2 separate regions of the Mus musculus genome follow, and region 1 is linked to region 2. A link is a contact called in public HiChIP or PLAC-seq data. All regions are on one chromosome and are shown on one strand. The core of a region is the stretch at or near the end of the contact, and the rest is flanking DNA. Distances in the headings are between cores, read along the strand shown. Region 1 holds the start of Adrb3 (adrenergic receptor, beta 3). Region 2 holds the start of Rab11fip1 (RAB11 family interacting protein 1 (class I)).

What was found. HiChIP or PLAC-seq counts read pairs in DNA pulled down with a chosen protein or histone mark.
Region 1: an H3K27ac HiChIP or PLAC-seq map of embryonic stem cells shows a contact between it and region 2, with 8 read pairs. The contact joins the promoter of Adrb3 here to the promoter of Rab11fip1 in region 2. A contact is called at or near these places in 1 of 484 Hi-C or Micro-C datasets (embryonic stem cells), 4 of 115 datasets of contacts at active chromatin or transcription factors (embryonic stem cells, extraembryonic endoderm stem cells and trophoblast stem cells) and 3 of 9 other capture datasets (adipose tissue, liver and pancreatic islet).

The regions. Positions count from the first base shown.
Region 1 is chr8:27,225,520-27,232,029 of GRCm38.p6, reverse strand. It overlaps Adrb3 (adrenergic receptor, beta 3), which reads left to right and starts at 2,442. Exons shown (of 4, transcript NM_013462.3): 1 at 2,442-2,921; 2 at 3,280-4,773; 3 at 5,237-5,304; 4 at 5,502-6,254. The coding sequence starts at 3,611. The coding sequence ends at 5,276. Gm45470 (a long non-coding RNA gene) reads right to left here and starts at 2,621. Exons shown (of 3, transcript XR_001778544.2): 1 at 1-2,621.
Region 2 is chr8:27,171,693-27,178,232 of GRCm38.p6, reverse strand. It overlaps Rab11fip1 (RAB11 family interacting protein 1 (class I)), which reads left to right and starts at 3,587. Exons shown (of 6, transcript NM_001080813.2): 1 at 3,587-4,024. The coding sequence starts at 3,648.

The sequences.
Region 1 (6,510 bases), core at 1,193-3,692, 55 kb before region 2:
TACAGAACAGGCAATGCTAATTCCCGGAGGCCTAGCCATTAGGATGGCTTCCCAGAGGCATCAGGCCACTGGCTTGCAACCCCCAGCTGGCCACCAAAAGTGATAGTGAGGTTGGAAACAGACATATTGTCTGGGGAGAAAAATGGAGCAATGACTTCTAAACGTACAAGTGTATGTATGCCTTATTTATAACAATTCTGTTCATAGAAACAAATACATCTGCAAAAGAATGAAAGGACTAGGGTATTAATTATACACTGCAACATCATCTATGGATAAAGACAGGAAATCAGGTGTCCACTTGTAGATGACTAGTTTTATGTCCATTCATACTAAAAATGGGTATCTTTTGTGTGTTCATCTAGAAGGGTCATAAGTTAAGGTCATATAGTTATGTTAAAACTTAAAAGCACAGGCTGAGATACAGTCATGTGGAAAACAAAGGCAAAAAGAGTATGCTTTTACATCCTGAGTTATCTCTCAATAAAATGTTATTGGAAAGATTAATAAGATCCGATAGCAGTTACTTGTTGAGGAATTGAACCTCGGGATGGAAGTCACTTTCTGTTATCTACATTTTCTATATTGTGATGGTTGAACAAGATGACTACATTGTTTGTTAAAAACTTACAATAAAATTACGAGAGAGAGAGAGAGAGAGAGAGAGAGAGAGAGAGAGAGAGAGAGAGAGAATAATCTCAAAGACCGAAACAGCAAAACAATAGGAGCGGCGAGGAAGGAGGCAGAGTACTTGGGCATGGCTCTGCTGCCTCCCAGGAATGGGGGAGGCACATTTGGGAACAGGGGTCTAGCACATTAATTCTCACAATATTTGGTTACAGGACTAATCATTTGCCACACACCGGTATGTTCTTACAACTGGGGACTCTTGCTCTTTTTCAAAACTATAAACATTTTTGCACATTTTCTTCAAGTAACAGGGCTTGGTCCTTGACTAAAGCAGAGATGGCCCTTGAGTATGTCTTGGGGGAGATATCTTTCCCCAACCTATTCTGATGTCCTGGGGGTAGGGGGGTGGGGTGGGGGGAAGAGCCAAATGGCATGTATTTGTTTTAGAGATTGCTTGCTGAGAATCTTATGACACCCCTTTGCGATAACTGGCAGCGCTCTGGGGTGTTGCAAAACCCTGACTTGGGTGCAATCACCCTGATGACCAGCAAGAAGCCACAGCCAAAGGCAGCCTTCACACCACCCTGGCATGGCTGGGACAGGAGCAGGGGCAGGGGCAGCAGAAGGGAGCTCTGACGGCTGCATCCATGGGACAGGGAAAACCTTTGCTTGAGAGCCCCTGACAGTCCTGCTCATGGGTGAGTGAGCTGCTGAGTCCCTGGGAGCCCAGCTGGCCCTTTTTCCTCAGGGATAATTTTAGGTTCTCTCTTCCCCTTCCAACCTTTCTGACTCCCAACCCCTGGTTCAGCCTCCCGTGGGGATTGCCTGGACCAGTGGCTATAGAGGACACTTTTAAAATATTGAGCTACTCAAAAGAACATGCCAGGGGGGTACCCTGGAGGCATTTTCCACTATATTTGTTTTTTTCTCTCTTTTGCCCCATTGTTTCGGGGTGGAAATGAGACAACTCATGGAGCAGTCTTGACAGGCGTCCCTAACCCTGGTATTACATGTGAAGGCCATCACTTCAGGCTTCTTTATTCGCATCCCAGGAATCATCAAACTCAGGTCCTTCTGCTTGCAAGGCAAGCACTTCACTCATTTAGCCATTTCCCTAACTCCCAGAGGCTTATTTCTAAGCCTTTCATGCCCACATCCAATTTGGAAAAATTTTGACTGGGAGATTGGATGACAGGGTCAGGTCCTATAAGTCTGGGTGAAGGGAGGGGGCTCAGAGGCGCTGATCTTACTGTATAAGAAACTTCAGAGGCATTAAAATACCAGGCTTATCCTTTTATGCACTCCAGATATGCAGTACGAGGGCCCCGGGAGATGGCACAGTAAGTAAGAGTGTTTGTTCTGCAAGCCAGGGGCACTGAGTTCAAATCCCCAGCACCGAAGTGAAGAGGTGGATGTGGCCGCACACACCCACGATGCCAGCCTTGGGAAGCAGAGGCAGGCGAATCTCAAAAGCCCAGACTCCACCGTCCTAGCCAACGCAAAAGCTTTCTGGCCCTGTGAGAGACCCTGTCTCAAGGTAATAAACTGGAAAATAGTAGAGGGAGACACCTGATGCACCCACACGTTCACATGCAGACACATGACTCCCTCGACTCTAGTTTCTTATGAAGAAATCTCCAGCAAGTGGATGAGAACTCTTTACCATGGGGAAGGTGACAAACATTAGCTTTGGATAACTGAGTGTGGCGATAGACCTGTGGTCCTCACCCTTCCTCAGGCTGCGACCCTTTAATACAGTGCCTCATGTTGCAGTGACCCCAATCATAACATTATTTTAGTTGCTACTCCATAATTGTAATTTTACTATTATTCTGACTCGTGATGTAAATATCTGATATGCAGGATATCTATCTGATATGTGAACACGGTGGGGACTGCAAGCCACGGGTTGAGAACCACTGTGCTAGACAGCCTCAAATGCATCCTTTCTCTCTCTGTCTCTCTCTGTCTCTGTCTCTCTCTCTCTCTTTCTGTGCTGGACCTCAAGCATGTTAAGTATGCACTCTACCACCGAGATACACCCCTCCCTCTCCAAAACTCCATCCTCTCATTTTAATGTGTCTATCACTTCAGAATTTGAAGGGACTTTTCTAGAAATTTTCTAGGAGAAAGGTGTGTGGACTGGGCAGTGCAGGAGGAAGATGGAAACCAGAAGCCCTCAGCATCCCAAGCTACACGATGCCATGTCAAACTAGAGTGACTCCTGAAACAAGCGGGTGTCTCCAGTAACTGAAAAGAAGAAGAACTGAAACAGCAGACAGGGACAGAGGGTGAGCGAAATTGAGGAAAGGGAAGGGGACGGATCTCATCAGCTGGGAGAGAAAAGGATGCCAGCCACCTCTGGTTGGTGGCTTCACAAAAAGAGTCTTAGAGTTGGGAATAGTGGCGCACAGATCTGTAATCCCAGCACTGGGGAGGTTGAGGCAGAAGGATCTGGAGGTCCAGACCAATCTGGGCAACATATAGAAAGACTATCTCAAACAATAAGATACCTTAGGGAGAGCATCCAAGCAGAAGAGGGGCTATCTTGGATGGTTTGGGTTGTTCGGTTTTGTTTTGGTTTGTTTCTGGATGGTTGCCTTCCTTGTTGGGTAAAGGATAGGGTGCGGGGGTTTCTCTTCTTTGCAGGGTTGCCTCAGGTTCTGCCAGGAAGGAGCTGCTGAGCTCCAGGAAACCGGTGCTGAGGGAGTGTCAAGACAGGACGCCCCTCTCCACCCTCCAATTCCCACCAGAGGCCTCTCTTGTGACTATTGGACGCTGTTCCTTTAAAAGCAGCCACTCCTCCCGGCAACTAGGGTGTACATGGGGGGTGAGATGGAGGGAAGCTGACAGACTTACCCCAGCAATTAGGGAAGATGGCCCAGGCTGGAAGAGTCGCTCCCAAGCCCTACTGTCCCCTTCCCTAAGCCAGCGGGTCTGGGGAGGAGGGGGAACCTTCCCACCCCAGGCGCCACACGAGATGGCTCCGTGGCCTCACAGAAACGGCTCTCTGGCTTTGTGGTCGGACGCCCCTACCCTGGACCCCAGTGCAGCCAACACCAGTGGGTTGCCAGGAGTACCATGGGCAGCGGCATTGGCTGGGGCATTGCTGGCGCTGGCCACGGTGGGAGGCAACCTGCTGGTAATCATAGCCATCGCCCGCACGCCGAGACTACAGACCATAACCAACGTGTTCGTGACTTCACTGGCCGCAGCTGACTTGGTAGTGGGACTCCTCGTAATGCCACCAGGGGCCACATTGGCGCTGACTGGCCATTGGCCCTTGGGCGAAACTGGTTGCGAACTGTGGACGTCAGTGGACGTGCTCTGTGTAACTGCTAGCATCGAGACCTTGTGCGCCCTGGCTGTGGACCGCTACCTAGCTGTCACCAACCCTTTGCGTTACGGCACGCTGGTTACCAAGCGCCGCGCCCGCGCGGCAGTTGTCCTGGTGTGGATCGTGTCCGCTGCCGTGTCCTTTGCGCCCATCATGAGCCAGTGGTGGCGTGTAGGGGCAGATGCCGAGGCACAGGAATGCCACTCCAATCCGCGCTGCTGTTCCTTTGCCTCCAACATGCCCTATGCGCTGCTCTCCTCCTCCGTCTCCTTCTACCTTCCCCTCCTTGTGATGCTCTTCGTCTATGCTCGAGTGTTCGTTGTGGCTAAGCGCCAACGGCATTTGCTGCGCCGGGAACTGGGCCGCTTCTCGCCCGAGGAGTCTCCGCCGTCTCCGTCGCGCTCTCCGTCCCCTGCCACAGGCGGGACACCCGCGGCACCGGATGGAGTGCCCCCCTGCGGCCGGCGGCCTGCGCGCCTCCTGCCACTCCGGGAACACCGCGCCCTGCGCACCTTAGGTCTCATTATGGGCATCTTCTCTCTGTGCTGGCTGCCCTTCTTCCTGGCCAACGTGCTGCGCGCACTCGCGGGGCCCTCTCTAGTTCCCAGCGGAGTTTTCATCGCCCTGAACTGGCTGGGCTATGCCAACTCCGCCTTCAACCCGGTCATCTACTGCCGCAGCCCGGACTTTCGCGACGCCTTCCGTCGTCTTCTGTGTAGCTACGGTGGCCGTGGACCGGAGGAGCCACGCGCAGTCACCTTCCCAGCCAGCCCTGTTGAAGCCAGGCAGAGTCCACCGCTCAACAGGTAGGGGACACGAGCGGGGGACCGGAGTCTCTGGGTGGGGACGTCTCTGTCTCTATTTTTGAGTTTGGAGATTGGGGGAGGGGAAGATGTAGATGGGGGTGCGGTGTGTGTGTGGGTGGGGGGTGGCCTTTGTCTTGAGAGGACAGAAAAGAGGTAGGAACTAAAACGGGCCCTTTCTCTTCTTGGATCCAATCCCTGGGTCTGAAGCAAAAGGGAGGAAGGGGATAATTGCGCACCTTAGGACCAGGTGACCCCCACAGGCAGTTGCTGCTCTTCCGGCAGGTTTCTGACCTCTCTGGTCGCCTCTAGTTTGGGGTTTGTTTGTTTTTGTTTGTTTGTTTGTTTGTTTTGTTTTTTTAGTTCCCTTCTTCGGGAACCCAGGCATCTCTATACCTGTCTGGGATATCCATAGACAGCAATGGACTTCCCTAGTCCTCGGCCTCAGTCCCGCTCTCTCTCAAAGGTTTGATGGCTATGAAGGTGCGCGTCCGTTTCCCACGTGAAGGGCCGTGAAGATCCAGCAAGGAAGCTGTGAGTTGGCTTGGAGTTGCTTTCCTCCCTCAGGGACTGGATTAGAACTATAGGGTGGGACTTGGGGGGGAGGGAGGGTGCAGGATGGACCCTATGGGATTTGGGGGTGGAGTAGAGGGATGCGGGAATGGTCCCTATATCTTTGAAAAGTGAATATGCTTTTCAGGGTTCCTGAATCACTTCCCTCTTCCTTCCAGTGCTTGATCCCCATCTTCTTGACTGGTTGCCCCAAGAAATATTGTTTCCGTTTTTGCAGGACTTCTGGGGATTTTTTTTTTCCTCCAGAAAGACAAGCAACGGCTATGGATGCAACATTTTTATAATGCCTTTGATTTCTACTCAGAGTGAGTCCCCTGGAACCTCAACTCTCCAACGCTCCAGAACCGATGACTAGACCACGAGGTGTAAGGGAAATCTTACCAAATGGGTTTCACCGTCCTCTCTCTCTTTCCGAGAGAAGTTGTCTAAGACCCACCTTGAACTTCACTACTACCTCAGCAGCTGGGACGGCAGGCCACCTGTGCTTGACGGCCCTGGGAGGAGCCCTATGGCCTTGGAGGCCTGCCAGTCCCTGCCTATGTTTGTGCTGTATGCTTAGGGAAAAGAGAGCACCCCTCCCTCCCTTTCTTCCTACTGCTTTCCTAACCCTGATGATCGACATGTTCCTCCACAAATCACTCTGTCTCCAGGCTCTGTGTCTCTGGTTAGTTTGAGAGCAGGAATCCAGGAAAAAAAAAAAGTTTGAGGTTTCATCCCTGTCTCCTCACTATGGCTCTCTAAGCACCATCTTGGACCATCTCTCACAATAGGCACAAAACAGCTCTAATCTACCTCACAGTTAGGACTTCAAGGTTTGGGGGGGAAATTCCAGGGTTCATAGGAAGAAGTCAAACTATTGGAATGGGTCCTTTTTCCACTTAAAATCAAATTAATAAATATTATTGAATGTGGTTTGTCCCCTGCTCGCCTTTTCTCTGGGTTTGTTTTCTTTTCGTGGCCTGCTTGCTGGCTTCCTTGCTCCGAGCTGCGTTTTGACAGGGGCAGTAAATTAGGAGTAATCCTTGCCTCTTTCTTCCTAATCCTCATCAGACACAACCAGAAAGTCTGTCTGTGTAAGTGAGGCAGTCGAGTCTTTGCCTCGCCTTCCTCCCCACCTTTTCTGAAACTTTTGAGATCTGGTTGCAAGAAGGAGCGTGGTCCTGCATT
Region 2 (6,540 bases), core at 2,338-4,837:
AACTCACTCTGTAGACCAGCAGGCTGGCCTCGGACTCAGAAATCCGCCTGCCTCTGCCTCCTGAGTGCTGGGATTAAAGGCGTGGGCTACCATGCCCGGCTCAGTCTGCTTTTTAATTCAACCCAGGACCACCTGCCCAGGGGTGGTAACACCACCCACAGTGGGCTGGGCCTTCTCACATCAATCACTAATCAAGAAAATACTTCAGGGACACGCGTATAAGGCCAATCTGATCGAGGTGTTTTTTCTCAGTTGAGTATCGGGTCTTCCCAAATATAGCCAGGTTTTTCGTCAGGTTGACAGAAACCAACCTGCATGCTCCTCAAACCGTCACACAGGAGGCAGTCACAGCCCAGCTAGTGGGCAGGTGCCAAGGCATCTGGACACAAGAGGCTAGAGAGCTATTTACCAAGAGCTGGGTGAATGAATCACTGTACCAGGACGTTTGTCACCACCACACCCTGGAATCTGCAGCAAAGGATGAAAACAGGCAGCCATTATTACCAGGCTCTTCCAGCCCCTCCTCTGGACTGCCTGCCACATCACCCACCTAAAATTCCCAGTGATCATTTTGGATTTAACCCTTCCTGGGGCGGTGGTTGGCAATTTAGGATAGCAGTGATTAGGGTCCCTTTGCTTGTCTGGCTCTTCTCCCCTCCCCCAGCACGGATGAGGAAGCTACTGGCTGGCCTCTACAGATCTGCATTCCTGATGGACCGGAGCTGCCTGGCCGCTGCTTGAGGAGAGGCCCGGGAGCCTTCCTGCTCCCAGCCACGCTTTGGTGCCTTTGCAGGACGACGGCTGCCCTGCCTGTCCAGTCTAACCTGCCCAGCACCTTGTCTGTGTGCTCAGGGTTGACTGAAACTCTCTTCCTCTTTCAGTTGGAACCAGGAGTGGGCGGGGCAGGTGGACCCAGGAGTGGGCGGGGCAGGTGGGAAGAAGTGCAGTTCTTTCACTCCGCCCTGACCTCGGGAGGTATTTACAAACATTCCCAATGGCCCTTTATGGTTGCAGACCTGCCTCTGGGATAGCCAGCTGCCTGGGAGTGGTGGTGCTGTTAGTTGGTGGGCGGCCAGAACCTTCTCAACTGTCTGTCTTGTAGCCTTTGTCACTGTGCCCGTGTATCCCTAGTCAGGTTACAGTGTTGTCAAAGCAGACAGATTCTCACTCAGTCACTGAGTCTTAAAGACAGTGTGACGCCCCCCCCCCCCCCAAAAAAAAAAGAGGAAACAGCCATCTTGTAGGTCCATATCTGGCTGGAAAACACCTTGTTCCTTCTTTATTGACATGTCTGATATCCTCCCCCCGCCCCGCCCCCATCAGTCACCACCCCCATCACTGCTAAGCCCAGCCCCAGGCATCTCAGCGAACCCCAACTGAGAGTCAAAAATATAAAATAAAAAAAGGCCCTGGTGTGTGCTGGTGATGAAGTGGCACTGCCCTCTTCCACCCTGCCATCTCTCTTAGCCAGAGTCTCTGCCTGACAGAAACCCAAACACATGAGGTCACGCACGCTCGTGGTTCTTTCTCGCCCCACCTCCCTCCCTTTATCCCTTCCACGAGAGAAGAGATGCTACCTCTTGCTCATCCAGCTTGGGGTCAATCCTTGCTTGCTTCTCGTGGAAGCAGCACAGAAAATGTGAGTCTGGGCAACATGACCCATGTCTGTAATCCCAGCCCCCAGAGGACAGAGACAGGACAAAGAGACCTTTGAGATCAGCTTGTTCTCTCTCTGTGTGTGTACAAATAGTAAAAATAAATATTTATAAATTTTCAAATTTTATGTATATGGGTGTTTTGCTTGCAGAGGCTAGAAGAGGCTGTCAGATCCTCTGGAGCTATAGTTATGAGCCACCATGTGTGTGCTGGGAATAGAACCTGGGTCATCTGGAAGAGCAACAAGTGCTCTTAACTGCTAAGCTATCTCTCCAACCCCTGTATATATATATATATATAAGTGAGTGTGGAGGGAATCAGAGCTGTAAACTTCCAAAGCCAATTTGGACCCCAGATGTAGAGTTCATCTAGTAGGGCCCATTGGACAAGCAGGACAGCCAGCTGAGTATAGACAGCAAGGATGGGTAAAGTGAAGGCAGATGGGACAGAGAGCAGACAGTCCCCAGGGGGAAATGAAGGCAAATGGCTGTCACTGGCATGCTCTTCACAGGCACCACCACCTCCCAACTGGGCTCAGTTTAAGGATGCCACTGCTCATAGCCTTCCAGTGAGCTTTCTAGCTCGCCAGGTCTAACACTGATGTATAACTCCAAATCCTGGTGTTCATAATCTGTATGACCCAGCCACCTTGGCAGTCCTATTTTCTCCCCCCCCCCCCCCCCCCGCAAGACTGAGAAGCAGGGAGTTAAACAAGTCACCTGTCTTTCAGGCAGCTATGTCAAGTGGAAATCTGTGACAAGCAGTGAGGTAGATAAGGGACAGCTGGGGCCCCAGGGAGAGAAACTCTCTAGGCTGCAGGTTTGTTTACCCAGAAGTCAAGGAAAACAAAGGGGTGGGACCCAAAAAAGGAATGCCTTCAAGAGTCTAAGTGAGAAGTACCGCAGCTGGCGGTAATTCAACACTGCAGGGGTTCCAGAAGTCGGGAAAGCAGTAGGCTGGTCGACCAGAGGGAGCTCAGTGGAGAGGGAGGGGTGTGTGTGTGTGTCTGGAAACCTTTAAAGTGTTGTAGCGCGGGAGGTGTCCTCAGTTCTAGCATGGGAGCCAGGGCACCAGGGCTCTATCCCCAGCTTTAATGTAAGAACTCGGACGTGTCACATCTTTCCTGAACCTTAAGGCTTTCAAAGTTACATTTCCACTCTGAATAACTCACCATCGGAGATTTCAGCCTTTGAAGGATGACCCGAAACACTCAGGGAAGTCACCAATCTGCTAGACACTGACTGGGAACAAGAAAACCGAGTGGGAGGCCAGAGATGGAGCCCAGAGAGGACGCAAGAGGCTTACGTAGGAAGAAATGGGGAACCGAGGGGTTCGGTTTGGCAACCCCGTTTCCAGTTCCCCCTTCTTGCTCTTCCTAACCTAGCCTCACCCTATGTGGTAAGGGCAGAGTAGCACAGGCTAGTCCCTCACCTACCCTCCGCTTCCCCGACACAGTCTCTCACAACATCCCTGGCTCCCCGCCTTCCTCCAGAGCAGTACCCAGGGGACCAGAGCAGGAGAAGCATCCCTGGAGTGGTGTGGTATAACCCAAGCATAGCTACCACTTTCGGAGCCCTTCCCATAGGCATGCAACTATGCTATAAACTTAAATGTATTACTTTCTTTACAGCAATCCAAGGGGTGACTGTCGCCTCGTTTTACGCAAGAAGAAACTGAGGCAAAGTCTCACATCTGCTGCTAGGCGGATCAGGCTTGCTCCTGTTCCCTCATACGGACTCAGACAACTGGGGACCACTTAGTGCATCATTACTTCTCTGATCCAAAACTCTTCAGGCTGCGCCAGCCCACGTGACCTTTAGGTCCCCGCCTTCTCCGCGAGGCCCGCCCCCAGGGCAGGTGGCGCGCGGGCGCAGGGGGCGTGGTGGGGGCGTGGCCGGAAGCATTAAAGCGGCTCGGGAGCCCGGTGGGCGGTCCAGACCGAGGACAGCGGCTACCTTCTGGCTTCCTAGCCTGGTGCCGCGTCTGCCACCATGTCCCTGGCGGCCTCAGCGGGCCGGGGCCCGGGGACCATGTGGTCCCCTACCCACGTGCAGGTGACGGTGCTACAGGCGCGGGGCTTGCGGGCCAAGGGACCCGGGGGCACGAGCGACGCGTACGCGGTGATCCAGGTGGGCAAGGAGAAGTACGCCACGTCGGTGTCGGAGCGCAGCCTGGGCGCGCCCGTGTGGCGCGAGGAAGCCACCTTCGAGCTGCCTCCGCTGCTGTCCTCCGGGGCCGCGCCGGCCGCCGCCGCCACCCTGCAGCTCACCGTCCTGCACCGCGCGTTGCTCGGTCTCGATAAGTTCCTGGGCCGCGCCGAGGTGGACCTGCGGGAGCTGCACCGGGACCAGGGCCGCAGGAAGAAGCAGTGAGTGGCTGCAGGGCGCGGGGAGTCCAGGGGAGGAAGGACGCTCGGGCAGTGCACCTTGGGGGCGAGAGTGGCAGCTACCGCGCTATGGGAGGATGGCCCTTGGCTCCCCCTCGCCCGCAGGCTCACCTAACCCAGCTTCTCTTCGGGCTGTCAGTTTCCAGCTTTCCCAGTTATGGGGGCTTTTGGAAGATAGGAGAACCTTTGAATCCTCAGGGCGCCCTTAGACCGCACAGCACACTAAGCACTAGATGAAGTTTTGGTGAACTGAAATAATATGCAGGTAGGAGAATTCCTATTAGGTGGGGTATCCGCTTTATCTTGCATGGACGCTCCCCTGAGTATTTTGTTGAACTTGAGAGGCTTTGAGCTGAGAACCCTTGGGCCAGGGAGGGTAGCTATTTGGAGTGAAAGCCTAGGGCCCCCAGAGCTGGACGATCCTGGGAGGACAAGAGTGGGGGAAAAAAACCACCAGCCTGGTGATTGCTGATTCTCATGCCCATCTGATTCGACCCCTCGGAATGAACGCTAGAACAGTTTGTTGTTTGTCTGGGATCTGAATTAGTGGTCGATGATTGTTCCAAGATCTGTTACTGACTCAGTAGAAGTGAGTAGAATAGGTTGTTGCTCTTTGGAGTTTGGTAAATTCTGTCTGGTTCTAATTCCTGGTACCGTGGCTACTCACTAGCCTACCTGTGGCCCCTTAATTGAAGGTTCTGACAGGACATCCTAATTTTGCAGAAAAAGTTAGGCAAACTCCAGTTCACGTTAAAGTCTTTTGTTTGTTTGTTTGTTTGTTTGTTTGTTTGTTTCGAGACAGGGTTTCCCTGTGTAGCCCTGGCTGTCCTGGAACTCCCTCTGTAGACCAGGCTGACCTTGAACTCAGAAATCCGCCTGCCTCTGCCTCCTGAGTGCTGGGATTAAAGGCGTGTGCCACCACGCCCGGCCACTTGAAAGTCTTCAGATTATTTTACTTTATTTTATTTTGTTCACTGGTGTTTGCAAAGGGCACTTTAACCAATGGAACCTTTGATTACGGTTATCTCGTGTACCAAAGAGCTTGGATTAGCCTAACTGGGTACTTTGCTTGACCTTATAGATGCCAGCTCTGTTAACAACCAAACCCCCCTGGGCCGAAAAACATATCCTTATGTTCCTTCCTGGTACTTCAGGTACACTGGGCCTTTTAACTTTGTCTTGGGATGGGGCAGGATTCAGAGGAGCTGAATTTTCCAGGCTAGGGTAGGATCTGTTTCAGCAAGCAATGTTTAGAATTGAAATACCTGATGTCGTTTTTGTGGCCACCGATGAATAGGCATTTCTGAACACAGCGTCTTACAAGCCAGACTGTATCTGCGGAAGGGAAGCCGAAGTTAACTTTATTTCCTCTCTGGATTCAATGCCATTTGCAGGGCTTGACTGCCAGCTCTTCATCTCGCCCCATTCCAAGATGGATGTTCACGTCTCTTGTTTAACTGTTTCTTATATGACTATTTCATTCCCCTTGCAAGATAGATTGCATCTCCATGCTGGAGATGGGGGTTTCCCAGTCCTAGGTCTGACGTCCACTAGCCCCTGACTCATAGCTGGGCTCCTCTGGCTCCAAACACCCCAGTTTCCCTATTTATAAATGGAGCATGCTGCTACCCTTAATTGGTGTTTGTAAAGAGTTGCTGCTTCCTGGATTAATGAAGCCAGGGGAAAGGTTCAAAAGGTCCTGCGCTGCTGTGTGAGGGATGAAAACCTCCTTAAGCTCTCTTTCTTCTCTGTATCCCTCTTCCTCATTTTCTCTAAGGTAACCCTACACCTACATGGCCACTCCTGTTTCTGTCACATGAGCTGCTTACCACTCAGTCACAATATTGACTGGCAGTAAGACTGTGTAAGTCTTACAGTATTGACTAAGTACAGTATTGACTAAGTAAGACTGGGCTTACCGGGTGGGTTTTTATAACTGACATCAGATGTCTTTGCTTTGCAAAAAGTAGGTGAAATCTCAAAGTTTCCGACGACTAGGAAGCTAGGGGCTTTCCCAGCTGCTGGGGGAACCCATTCAAACCAAGCCTATTGGATGCCCTTGTGTAACTCCAAGGTGCCCCGGGTAGCTGAGGTGAAGAACACAGGAGAGCTATTAAGTTTTAGCAGAAAGAAACAGGTTTGGCTAGAAAGTCGATTTGAATTAGTTATTAATGGTTTGATTCCACCTTAACGTGTTAGAAATCAGAAACAAAAGCTAAAATCTTGGTCTGCTGTGTTTTTGTGTGTGTCTGACACAACAGTTGCTGGACAGAGGGTGATTTTTCTTAGAGTTTCAGACACTTAAATTTGAGGTCCATTATCACATTAAGAGCCAGCTTCTTAATTGTTCTCTTGATAAGCCCTATATAGCAAGATTTATTTGCAGACAAGGGAACATGCTTTTTATCATGACTCTGAAGTTGCTGACCTCAAATTTAGTGTAATGACACACTTTGAAAGCACCAAGCAGCCTAATATATAGGACAGCCTGCTATATG